3 separate regions of the Sus scrofa genome follow, and all the other regions are linked to region 3. The links are chromatin contacts, called in public Hi-C and HiChIP or PLAC-seq maps. All regions are on one chromosome and are shown on one strand. Each heading gives the region's core, a stretch centred on a gene start, on an enhancer-like site or on the middle of the called end of the contact. The rest is flanking DNA. Distances are from core to core; before and after follow the strand shown.

Evidence for each region. Hi-C and Micro-C count contacts between places; a contact is called where the count stands out from the background. HiChIP or PLAC-seq counts read pairs in DNA pulled down with a chosen protein or histone mark.
Region 1: a contact with region 3 is called in a Hi-C map of skeletal muscle, with 7 times the contacts expected there. The contact joins the promoter of DUSP11 here to the promoter of DGUOK in region 3. A contact is called at or near these places in 5 of 47 Hi-C or Micro-C datasets (embryonic fibroblasts, heart right ventricle, liver and 1 more) and 1 of 2 datasets of contacts at active chromatin or transcription factors (alveolar macrophages).
Region 2: an H3K27ac HiChIP or PLAC-seq map of alveolar macrophages shows a contact between it and region 3. The contact joins the enhancer-like site here to the promoter of DGUOK in region 3. A contact is called at or near these places in 5 of 47 Hi-C or Micro-C datasets (alveolar macrophages, embryonic fibroblasts, fetal liver and 1 more) and 2 of 2 datasets of contacts at active chromatin or transcription factors (alveolar macrophages and skeletal muscle).

What each region holds. Positions count from the first base shown.
Region 1 is chr3:69,204,337-69,208,295 of Sscrofa11.1, reverse strand. It overlaps DUSP11 (RNA/RNP complex-1-interacting phosphatase), which reads right to left and starts at 2,124. Exons shown (of 8, transcript XM_003125007.6): 1 at 1,868-2,124; 2 at 158-233. The coding sequence starts at 2,109.
Region 2 is chr3:69,002,256-69,006,470 of Sscrofa11.1, reverse strand. TET3 (methylcytosine dioxygenase TET3) reads left to right here. Exons shown (of 12, transcript XM_021087365.1): 2 at 1,985-2,041. Among named protein-coding and RNA genes, the nearest start is that of TET3, 16 kb to the left of the region's middle. Within about 2 kb of position 1,505, at least 58 of the 83 cell types and tissues checked have an H3K27ac peak or open chromatin away from gene starts, as enhancers often do. A contact at or near this core is called in alveolar macrophages, embryonic fibroblasts and fetal liver, where this site is marked.
Region 3 is chr3:69,089,628-69,093,455 of Sscrofa11.1, reverse strand. It overlaps DGUOK (deoxyguanosine kinase, mitochondrial), which reads left to right and starts at 2,090. Exons shown (of 6, transcript XM_021087369.1): 1 at 2,090-2,344.

The sequences.
Region 1 (3,959 bases), core at 875-3,374, 110 kb before region 3:
AAACCGTATTTGCCTATGAACTTGATTTCAGGACAACAAGGGTTATCACAACATATCCACTATAAAAAGGGAAAATGGAGTATGACAGAGTTGAGAACCAGGGTTCAATACAGTGATTTTAGACTTCTGAAAGAATACTGTATTAACCTTTGCTTACCTTTTTCAAAGGAACTTTGAAAGCAATGAAACGTGTCCCAGGCATCCGCTGTCCAACTGGGAGATAGTCTTTCCACCTATTAACACATTTTTCATTAGGCAAATTTTATGTTAGCCTGTCTCTCTGCATAGGATGAAGGCTCCTTGTAAATGGAAATCACAGCCCTCTACAGGAGGTCCCCTCCTTCTGTTGGCATTTTGCTGCTCCAATTATTCAACCCCATCTAGTAAGAACCTATACTTGCCTTCCTCCTGTTTCCCCAGCTCAAAAACAGATAAAAGGCAATTAAACAGTGCAAAGATCTCAACAAATAAGGTATATCTAACACCAGAGATGGTCGGAACTTCTGTCTACCTGATAAAACCTAGGCCGGTCTTCAATACTAAGGTATCATTACTACTCAAATGTTGACTGAGATAGTTAAAATTCAATTCTTTGACTTCACGGTTTCTTTTCAGTCCTCATACAACTGATGCCATCAAACTCAATCAGTACGGAACTTCAAATTCATATTTTAAAAGAAAACCTTATGTGAGTCCTCTGGTAGCTCAGCGGGTTAAGGCTCCTGCATTTTCACCACTGCATTTTCACCACTGTGGGTTGCTGCTGTAGTGCAGGTTCGATCCCTGGCTGGGGAACTTCCACATGCTGCAAGTGTGGCAAAAAAAAGAAAAAGAGAGAGAGACGTGACATAAATGTTGCAACTCTCATTTTAAAAAATTAAAATATAAAAGAAAACCTGGTGATAAAAGGACTGTGAACTTCACTTAAAGTTAGGAATCACAGTGAAAAGTAATATGTGAACTGACTTGTGTAGGATGAGTTTGAACTAAGGTTAATTCAGAGTATCTGAAGCATAGAAAGTGAAGGCAAAAGTAGCAAAGACGGGGGTCTAGAAGCAGAGAAGATTCTATACCATGCAGGGTCTTAGAGGTCAAGGGTTTGTTTTTTATTCTTAAAACAATGCTTTGGGGGGAAAAATGCTTTTGAGAGATGTTTATGAGCAATATTCCAACTTTGTGTCTTAAAAATATTTCTTGTGTGAAGAATGGATTGAAAGGAAACAAGAGTAGATATACAGACACTCGTAGGGACCTAATTGCAACAGGTAGCCAAGTTCAGTATTAGAACGCTAATGGAGAGGTGACAGTTTCAAAAGAAATTCAAGAGATAAACTGAAGCGAACTTAATGTGGTAAGAGAGGAAAAAAGGAAAATCTCAAGGAATAAACGAGTTTACTGCGCATGAGCAATGTCTCCAAATTAATCATTTGAACGTACAGAGGTAGATCTTCCAAATGTCACCGGTTAAGAAGCAACAGAAACCACACAAAGCAACTTTTTCGATGGAAAACTCGGCGGCGCTGCTGGGTTTTTTCACTCAAATTCAATTATTACATTTTCTGTAGCACAACTTGAGGAATTGAAGGAGACTCCATTTCAGTAATTAAGAGGAAATCCCAACACTGCCGCTTCCATCTTAAAAAGCAGTCTCTCTGCATTTTACCCGAGAAGCAATGGCCAGAGCCTCGCTTTTAAAACAACGGGAAGAAATGAAAACATCAGACCGTCCCTTCCAGCTACTACGTACGGCGAAGCGAGAGGATGAATGCCCCGTAGCACAAGTCGGGCGGGGCAAGCGCTCGGAAGCCACAGTGACAAGCAGAGAGCGCAGACCTGAAGCCCAGGCCCAGGAGCCAAGGCATATTACCTTTCCGGGATGTGGTTTCCACCTTTCTTCTTGGCGGAGGAATGACCAGAGTAGACCCAACTCTGGCTCCAGCGTCTGTGAGCATGATGACAGTGGCTCATGTAGCCCCCAAGAAGACGCCCACAGAAGGCCAAAAATGCTAAACTCGCCAGGCCGGCGCACCCAAAGCTAGACTCGATCCGGAACCGGAAGCGCCTAAGCAGCAACCCTCGCCGCGCCCCGATCGCCTTGCTGTTGCGCATGCGCCACTGCTCGTCGAGATGACGTCACCACGCCGGCCGACTAAGAAACTTGATTAGTAAACAAGACTCTGCTGGCTGCAGTGCCCTCTTTAGCGGGCGGCTGGTAGCACAGGTCTGTTAGTTTGTGTGTACCCTCAGAAGTACAATAGTGCAGGACCTGGAAAGCTGTCTCACAATCCCAGTTTCTTGTGTAGTGCTAACATATTTTACAAACGTTACAGTCACATTTGTTGTACCTTGTATATAAGTATTTGTACATAATGTATATCCTATATTTTAAATAAAAGCAGCATACTATACATATTCTGCAGTCTAGCTTGGATACTGATTTCCCCAATTTATTTATACATTCATTCCATTCTTTCATTTTTCTTTTTTGGCCGACCCTCAGCATATGGAGTTCCTGGGCCAGGGATCAGCTCTCAGCCATAGATTCGACCTAAGCTACAGCTGCAGCAATGCCGGACCCTTAACCCACTGTGGTGGGCAGGGGAACCAACCTGCACCCTAGTGCTCCAATGCCACTGATCCTATTGTGCCACAGCAGGAACTCCTCATTCTATTCCTTTTAATGGTGCATAATATTCCATACTCTATATAACTAGTCCAATATTGATGGACTTACAGTTTTCGGTTTAAAAAATAATAATAATAAAAAATAATATCCTGCAGATGGGCTGCAATGTGAACATCCTAATACATGTATACATCTATATCTATATTTCTAGAAGTAGAATTGCTGGAATGAAGGAAATACAAATGTAAAATTTTGAAAGAGGCGTTCCTGTTGTGGCTCAGCGGGTTAAAAACCCTATTAATATCCATGAGGATGTGGGTTTGATCCCTGGCCTCACTCAGTGGGTTACGGATCTGGCATTGCCCCAAGCTGTGGCATAGGTCAAGGATGTAGCTCCAATCTGGTGTGGCTGTGGCTGTGGTTGTGGCCTGGGAATTTCCATATGCTGAGGGCATAGCCCTAAAAAGACAAAAAAAATTTTTTTGAAAGATAATGCCTAATTAATCTCCAAAAATATTGTATTGGGAATTCCTGCTGTAGTGCAGTGTGTTAAGAATCTGACTGCAGTGGCTCCGGTTGATGCAGAGGCATGGGTTAGACCCCCAGCCCAGCACAGTGGGTTACAAGGATCTGGCACTGCTGCAGCTGCAGTATAGGTCATAGATGCGGTTCAGATTCAATCCCTGGATCAGGAACTTCCATATATATATGTGTATGTGTATGTATATACACACATGCACACATATACACACACACATAAATATGCCACCAGTGTGGCCATATATGTGTGTGTGTGTCTGTGTATTTATATGGTATCAACTTAAATTCCCACTCATTTATTGAGTTTCTGTCATGTGCCTGGTATCACGCTGGATGTTGACAGTACGTATTTATGTTTTAGAAATACCAAAAAATACGAGAGAGAGATAAGAATAGAGCTCAAGCATAAGATTTCCTCACAATATCAGGCATAGGGATCTGTTAAAAGGGATCTCTTAGAAAAACTATGAATTCTGCCCCAGTGGAACAGCAAAGGATAACCTATCTTACATTAGATTAAAAAAAAACAAAACAAAAAACATGTGGAGTTCCTTTGTGATTCAGTGGTTTAAGAATGCGGCATTGTCACTGTAGTGGGTCAGGTCGCTGCTAAGGCGCAGGTTCGACCCCAGGCCCAGGAACTCCATATGCTGAGGGCATGGCCAAAAAAAATTTTTTTTAAAGTTTAAATCCACAACATTTACAATTATGAAAGCTTCCACATAATTACAAACAGGTCAATGTTAGCAAAGTGCTATTTGGAAAAAGAAAAGATATGTTAGCACAACATAGT
Region 2 (4,215 bases), core at 256-2,755, 86 kb after region 3:
AGGCGCCAAGTAGGGCTGCCCTTTGTCCCCAGGGTGGGGCAGGTGTGGGCCCTGGTGCCTCCTGGAATCCCCTCACCAGAGGCCAGCTTTGATGTCTTTCCTAAGGCATCTCACCCCATTCTGAGTACCCCTTGGGCTTCAGGGAGGGGGAGTTATTGGGCAGGTGCGGTGAAGCTGGTAGCAGAGTGCGTCACTGAAATGAACTCTTTCATATCCTAACTAGTTCTTCTCTAGTATGAGAAGTAGCACACAGTCACACAGTGAGCTCTCTCAGTAGTTAAGAGTGGTAACTAGCAGTGCCTACACTGGCGGGCACTGTGTTTCATTTTTTTAGGAGTCCTCACAACTGTGGATGAGGTAGCTGCTTTTGTAGTTCTCTTTTGCAGATGAACAAAAGTAGGCTAAGAAGCGAGGTGCCACTGCCCGGGTCCTGCAGCTAGATAGGAGAACCAGGACCTGAACCAGATGTGTGAGTACCAGAGCCCATGGAAGGCCCGTTCCTGGAAGGCGGAGGCTCTGGGGCGTTCAGCTATGGGGAGGGGATGGAGTGAGGCAGGATGTGCCCTGGGGTGCCTAGGAATTGCAGGGCTTTCCCCTCCCTTTTCCGTTCTTTCTCCTTCTGTCTCCTGGGGCTTGCAGCCTCCAGAGGCTCAGAGTCTGGGAACTGGAGGTCTGGCGCTGCCTCCCCTCCTCAGCCTCTCCAGGGAATGGGAAGCCCTGAGATCTGGGGGCATCACCTCACGTGGCCTTTCTAAAAGAGGAGGAGACACTGAGTGTGGTGGTGAGGCTGTATGGAGGGGGTGGCGTCTGTTCAGGCACCGGGGATGAGTGATCCTAAGATGCCATGTGGGTGTTTGTGTGCAAGGGAGGGCACCTCTGACTTGGTGAGGCTTTGAGCCACAGGCAGTGTGGGCTTCAGGAAGAAATCTGTCAGAGGGGGGGCGGAGTAGGACTGCATAATGGTTAAGAGTCTGGTCTTGAGAGCCAGTCAGACCTGGCTGAAGTCCTCGTGCTGCCCTGCTCTAGCTGTGTCACCTTGGGTAAGTTACTTCACTTATCTTGCCTGTTTCCTTATGTGCAAAACGGGGTGAAGGTTCATATTGCCAAGCCTTTTTTTTTTTTTTTTTTTTTCTTTCTTGGAAGATTGCAGGGGCCGTTGCTCTTATCATAGCGCCTGGCACTGTCCTAGTTGCTGCTAGGATGAGGCAGTTTGCTGGTGTCCTAGGGTTAGAGAGTGGCCCGAGGCGGGGAATCCCGCCAACATCAGCTCTACCCCAGGCGCAGTCTGTCTTTGACCCGCTAGATGCAGAGGATGCCTCTGGGTAGTACCTTCGGCCCCGACTCTCGGGAGGAGGCGGGGGTGTCCCGGGATCCCCTGCCTGCCGGGAGTGGCGGGCCTGGGCCGCAGCCAGCACGGCTCCGCGGCACCCTTGGCGGTGCCCCCGCCTCCCAACTGGGCAGGTCCAGCCCCCGGCGGCCCTGCCCCCGCTCGGCCGGCCGCAGGGATTGGCTGGCGAGCGCGCCGCCCCCTCCACACCAGCCTCGCCGGCGGCGGGGAGGGGAGCCAAGCCGGCAGCTGGCCGCCGCCGCCTCTGCAGTGCCTCCCTCCGTGCGCTCCGGCGGGGATAATGGGAGGCCCGCCGGCCGATGCACCAGAGGAGGCCGGCCGAGGTAGAGCGGGCAGGGCGGGGAGGGACGAGGCCAGACCGGACGCAGGAGGAGGGGCAGAGTCCTCCTGGATCTTGGGAGGATGGAAAAAGGAGAAATGAAAACAAAAACACTCTGGAAGGCGAATGAGCCCATCCACCGCGCGTCTGGGTGGCAGCTGGAGGCAGGAAGATGGTCCCTGCTATCCTTTCTTTCCGAGGCCCCCTGCCTCCCCTTCTCCCGCTTCCCCTGCAGCGCCGCTGGGGGTGCAGCAGAAGGACTTTGCTGCTTTCCTGGTGTCAGCCTGGCTCATCAGTCTCTCCGGCTTCTTTTGCAGGTGGAAATAAAGGCTGCTGAAGGAGCCGGGCCGTGGGGACAAGGGGCAGCTGTCAAGGTACCTTGTGTGTGTGTGTGTGTGTGTGTGTGTGTGTGTGTGTGTGTGTGTGGTAGGGGTGAAGTGTTTGACTGGATTGGATAAAAATAAAGGGTCTCCTCTGGTGATCCCTTAATCTCCCACTGTGTGTGTAGCAGCAGCTGAGGGGGAGGGGCGGCGGGGGTGTGGGCGGCCAATGAATTCTCAGGCCTGTGTGGGTTTTGTTTGGATTCTTTTTGCTTTCTCAGCTGGATGGTTTGGGTGCAGTTGGGACTGGGTTTGTTGAACTGGTTTTTTTTTTTTTTTTTAAGACATGCAACCCACTCCCCACCCTTGCCTCTGGAAATCTCTCGAGAATGTCCCTGGCACTGTTGGTTTGCATCCAATCTGCAGAAATCCCCGGGGGGGTTGGGGGGATAAGGGAGAGGGGGAATTGCGCTCCTGAGTCTGAAGCTGATAGGGTGTCATTAGTCATGCTGCTGTCACCATGGAGATGGCTGGAGAGGAGGTGGTGGGGGTGAGGATATTTTGGGTAGGGTGGGGGCTGATGCAACATCATGACTGGGAATCCTGCAGGCGGGTGGCTGCTGTTACTCTGTGCAGCCTGGTGTCTGGGGGCCTGGGAAGGGCATGTCACCTACCAGGTGCGTGGAAAGTGGAGAAAGGGGCACTGAGCTTCTCCGTGTGGTTGTCCCAGGGCCACAGGGCTGGGGTATTTGGGGCAGGGCAGAGTCTGTGGAATAGAAGCCATTGCAAGGAAACACAGATGTTTTTCCCAGGTTGGCAAGGACTAGGATCAGTAGGTTTTCTTGGGCATTGCTCTGTTTTCAGGGCTGGGGATCCTCTGTGAGTTTGGGATTACTCAGCAGTATCCTCTGCTGGCCCAGGGTGGAGAAAACAGAGCAAGAGGCAGCTCCGTGTAACTGCCTCTCAAGATCGGAGAGGCTGGGGAAGGAGTGTAGGGACAGGTGGGCAGGGCAGGACTGGATGGGACTTCTCCTAGGAGGGGGAGCCCATTCCTACCGCTGCCTCAGCTCTGTCTTCCCCTTCAGCTTCCGGAGCCTGTGAGGAGCTGAGGGAATCTGGTTGCTGAGGTAGCAGGTGGGCGAGCTGCTCATGTCCCCAGATGCTCTTAGATTTTCTCCCTGGAAATCCTCCTCTGGCTTCCTGGGAAAACTGTGGGTGCTGGAAGTGCCACCCTCACTGCCTGGGCGGGGACGCTGGCAGGGAGGGGCCCTGCTTCCCCTCAGGGGGTGGGGGCTCCTGTGTGAGGTTGCGGGGTGGATCAGGAGCCAGGGTGGTTCCCTGGCCTCCTCCCAAGAAACTTCAGGCAAGGAAGTGCTTGGGGGAGGGCAAGGCTTTTGCTTCTGGGGGAAGGAGAAGAAGAGCCAGGTGCCACCAGCTCCCCTGAACTGGGCGACGCCTCGGTGAGTCTGGAAGTAGTGGGCGACCACCTGGGACGAGACTGTGGGAGGCCCCTGAGGCAGGCAGAGGGCGGTTGATACTGGCGATGCCGTGGGTGGGGAGAGAGCTATGAGCTCACTCCACGCCCTTTCTCCAGAGCAGAATCCCCAGGTTCCACCTCCACTTCCTCTTCTGGCCTCCCACCACTGACAGGGGGGAGCTGTGATCACCTGTGTGCCGTTGAGGGCTGCGGACCCGGAGATCATGGAGCGCACCTGATCTGCCCCCCACCGTGGGGAAAGCAGGACAAGGAGTTGAGGACAGATGGGCTCAGGGAGAGGGCAGCTCCCTCCCTCCTCCGTGTCTCCGGCCTGGTCAGCCAGAGCTTCCCTCTCTGCTGGGAGGAAGGACTGCTGGCAGGTTTGTTTACTCCGGAAAGCACCCCCTCCTGCCTAGCGATGGCTTCTCTTCAGCTCTCTCCAAGTGTGTTCTCCGTTCCTCCCGGCCTGCATTCTGCTGGCCCTGCCCTCCCGCTGGCAGCTCCCAGCCTAATATCCACCCATCGTCGTGTTGTGGGTATGGAGCGGGGCTGCCTGAAAAACCAGAGGATGCCCTTCAAACATGTCTTCCTCCTCCTGCCTCCTTGAGGGGGGCGGAGGGCTGAGCTGGCGGCGTTTTTAAAGCTCTGAGGTTGTGCCTGTGCTTGTTTTTATTGCTGAGCTGTCTGTCGGAAAATCATAACTTCCTCTTGGCCCAGCTTGGGCATTGCCAGCAAGTACTGGGACCTGCAG
Region 3 (3,828 bases), core at 841-3,340:
AAAAAAATGTGGGCACAAGACTTGAACAGGTCCTTCACAACAAAGGTTACTACAATGGCCAACAAACATATGAAAAAATGTTGCACTTTATTAATCATTTATGAAAAAATGTTGCACTTTATTAATCATTATTGCAAATTAAAACTACAAGATATCAGGAGTTCCCTGGTCGCTCAGCAGGTTAAGGATCCAGCATTGTTACTGCTATGGCTTAGGTCACTTCGTGGTGTGGGTTTGAGCCCTGGCCTAGGAACCACTGCCAAAACAAAATAAAACAAAGAACTATAAGATATCATATACAGCAGAATGAATAAAATGAAAAAAGCTGAAAATACCCATTGCTGGTGAGAATGTGGACCAACCAGAGTGCTCACTCACTGACGGTAGCACTGTCAGCTGGTACAAACACTGCAGAACTGCATGCTCTTTGGGAATATCTTTAGTAGCTGAGCATACATATAACCAGCCATGCAGCAATGCCACCTGTAGGCATATGTCCAAGAGAAATGCATACTTCACTTTATCAAAAGATATATTCAAGTATATTCACAGCAAACATAACTCATAATAGCCCAAATCTAGAAACTCTCAAATGTCCATCAAGAGTAGAATGGAAAAAATGCATTGTGGCGGAAGTTCCCCTTGCGGCTCAACAGTTAAGAACTCCACGTTGTCTCTGTGAGGATGCGGTTTAATCCCCGACCTTGCTCAATGGGTTAAGGATCCAGCGTTGCCACAAGCTGTGGTGTAGATTGCAGCTCCAGCCCGGACTCAATTCCTGACCCCTGACCCAGGAACTTCCCTATGCCGTGGCTGTGGCTCAGAAAGAAAAAAAACAAAAAGGAAAGGAAAGGAAAGAAAGGTAAGCAGTATTCTTACACAGAAGTAGCTGTGGGAGTGGGAGTGGGGGATGGGATAGACTTTAGCTGCCTGCGACCCACCCAGGCTATCCTGAATAAAATGTACACTCTATTTTTAATTAGATTGTATGGGAATATAGTATACTAATGTCATTTCAGCCATCCCATATAAACATTAATATAGGAAAAAATTCCTGTGCCAGATTTGCAAACAGTTGTCCCAGTCACTGGCCCCGCCCTACTGATTCTGGCAAACAGAATGGTTTCCTAAAACCTCCCTCATCTAAGATTGCTGCCAGAATGCTGGTTTGCCTGTTGCCTCCCGGTTTGACTCTTGTGGAAGGTGGAGGCATCATTTGACAACATTTCATAAATCCTTAGTTCTAAAGTCGTTACATCCATGGGGTGTGGCAGGACAAAGCCTGTTAGGGCCTCATCCGGTGGCAGCAGCTCAGAATTGTCCCTGTCCTTCTGCAAAACACAATTCTCCACCGACTGCTGGATTCCAGTTTTATACATTTATGCATTAGAAAGTCTCTCTTTATCCTGGCTTTTCCCAAGCTTTTACAAATCCCATTCTGAATCCCCACCAGCCACCTCGCCTCCGCCATTGCTCACGCCCACAGAACCCAGTTTATCTGGTTTAAACGAGTTCCACACGCGTCCCTGAGCTTCCACCCTCTTTATCCTTACAGAATATTTGGCTACTATGCAAATTGATGGGGCAAAAGTTTGTTTATCCATTCAAGAAGCAAAATAAGAGGTGGGGTGTAGTTGATGAATTTAACGTATTCAAAAAGGTGCCAGCATTATGCCACGAATTAACAGGGCATGGGAAAACGTTAATTTGTGTAAATCTTCAGGTTGCATCTTCTTCCTACTGAAAACCGTCCAACTTCTTCCTGTGTCAGAATAAAAACCAGACAACGTGGGGGCGGGGGGTGGGGGAGTCGCTTAAAATTACAATTATTTTTGTCTTCAGTTGTGAAATTTATGTTACAGTGATACAAAAAGGCAAAGGCGCTGAGACCGTTAATTTATGTCTCTTTTTAAGTGCTATTTGTCCAGTGAACAAAAAAGAAGGTGCAAATCCTACAGCAGCACCTCTCATCAGCAATCTTCCCCGTTGCCTACATCAGGCGTCTTCCTTTTCGTTACACCCTCCCACGAACATCGCGAGAACAGAGCTTCCCTTTGGCCCCTCCCCTCCAGTCCTCTCAACCCCACCCACTTCCTGCCTGGCGATCGCCTGACGTAGAAGGCGCGCCGGAGTGCGTGTACTGCGCTACCGGGGGCGGAACGGCTCTCGGCGGAAGTGATCGCTGCGTGAATCGTGGGTGTGATGACCGCGCTTCGGCTCTATCTAAGGCTGCTGCGATCATCCTCCAAATCCATGGCTCAGAGCCCAGTCAAGGGCGGGCCCCCCTCCAGGGGTCTGCACGCGGGGCGCGGGCCCCGAAGGCTCTCCATCGAAGGCAACATTGGTAAGGGCCAGAAAGTAGCTGCCAAGCCTCGGCCTCCGCAGAGCAGGTGCTTGAGAGGCTGCAAAAGGGAGCTGGGCTTGCAACCCCCTCCCTCCCCGACTGATGTGGCCGGACTGAGCTGCCAGGCCTTTTCCCCTTAAGTGCACTCTGGGCCTTTGACTCTGATTTTTCAGGCGTCAAGCCTCAGTTCTCTCCCACAGAGACACGTTTATTGGGGCATAGAAGCCACGCAGTCCACAGATAGGACAAGAGTTAGCTTGTTTTGATAGAACAAAATAGAAATAAGGAGCAGGGTGCAAGTTCTTTTTTTTCCCCTAAGATAAGGTTGCTAGGAGTTCCCGTTGTGGCTCAGTTGTTAAGGAATCCGACTTGGAACCATGAGGTTGCGGGTTCAATCCCTGGCCTCGCTCAGTGGGTTGGGGATCCGGCGTTTTCATAAGCTGTGGTGTAGGTCGAAGACGCGGCTCGTATCCCGCGTTGCTGTGGCTCTGGTGTAGGCCGGCCGCTACCGCTCCGATTAGACCCCTAGCCTGGGAAACTCCGTATGCTGCAGGTGCGGCCCTAGAAAAGGCAAAAAAAAAAAAAAAGACAAATAATAATAATAGTAATAATAAGATTGCCAGATTTAGGGGAGAAAAAAAGAATGCCCATTGAAAATAGTGTTTCAGATAACGAATAATGTTTTAGTATGTGTCCCATGCAATATTTGGGACATACACTTAAAAAAAAAGAAAAGAAAAACTAAAATACAGATTTAACTGGGTGTCCTTATTTCACCTGGCAATCCAGTGAGAGACCCACTGGATCTTAAATAAAATGAAAGCAAAGCATTTCAATATAATGTTACTAAATTCTAACTTAAGACTTTTACCTATTAAGCTGCTAAGCCCTGAAAAGGGATTAGCAAGTGTAAAGTATTGAAGACATTCTAGCAGCATACTGAAAATTTCTCATTTTATGCATTCAAGAAATAGCCCTGTGAGCAATTTCTACAATCCCACAGTGGTTTTGTCCCTGAGGACACAGCAGTGAACAGAACAAATAAAAATCTCTGCTCTCAGGGAGCTCTAGTAGAGAGAGAGAGAGACAGTAAACAACATAAATTAAACAAAGTAAACAGTATATTGGTTATGAGCATGATAGAGGAAATTCAGGGATCAGGGATTGAGGGAAGTTGCAATTTTAAATTGAGTAATCAGGCCTCACTGAGAAGGTGACATTTAAGCAAAAACCCAAGGAAGGTGAGGGTTAGAAGAATCTTCCAGGCAGAGTGAGAACCTAGTGCACAGGCCCCCTAGATGGGAAGTTCAGAGAGGAAAGCTGCTGTGGCTGGAATGGAGTGGGCAGTGGGGAGTGTGGGGATGATGAGGTCAGAAGGTAAACTAGCCACCCCTTGCCTAGGCCTTGTAGTCCATCATGGATTTTTATTCTAATTGTGAAGGGAAACAATTGGAAGGTTTGAGCAGTCAAGTGACATGATGATT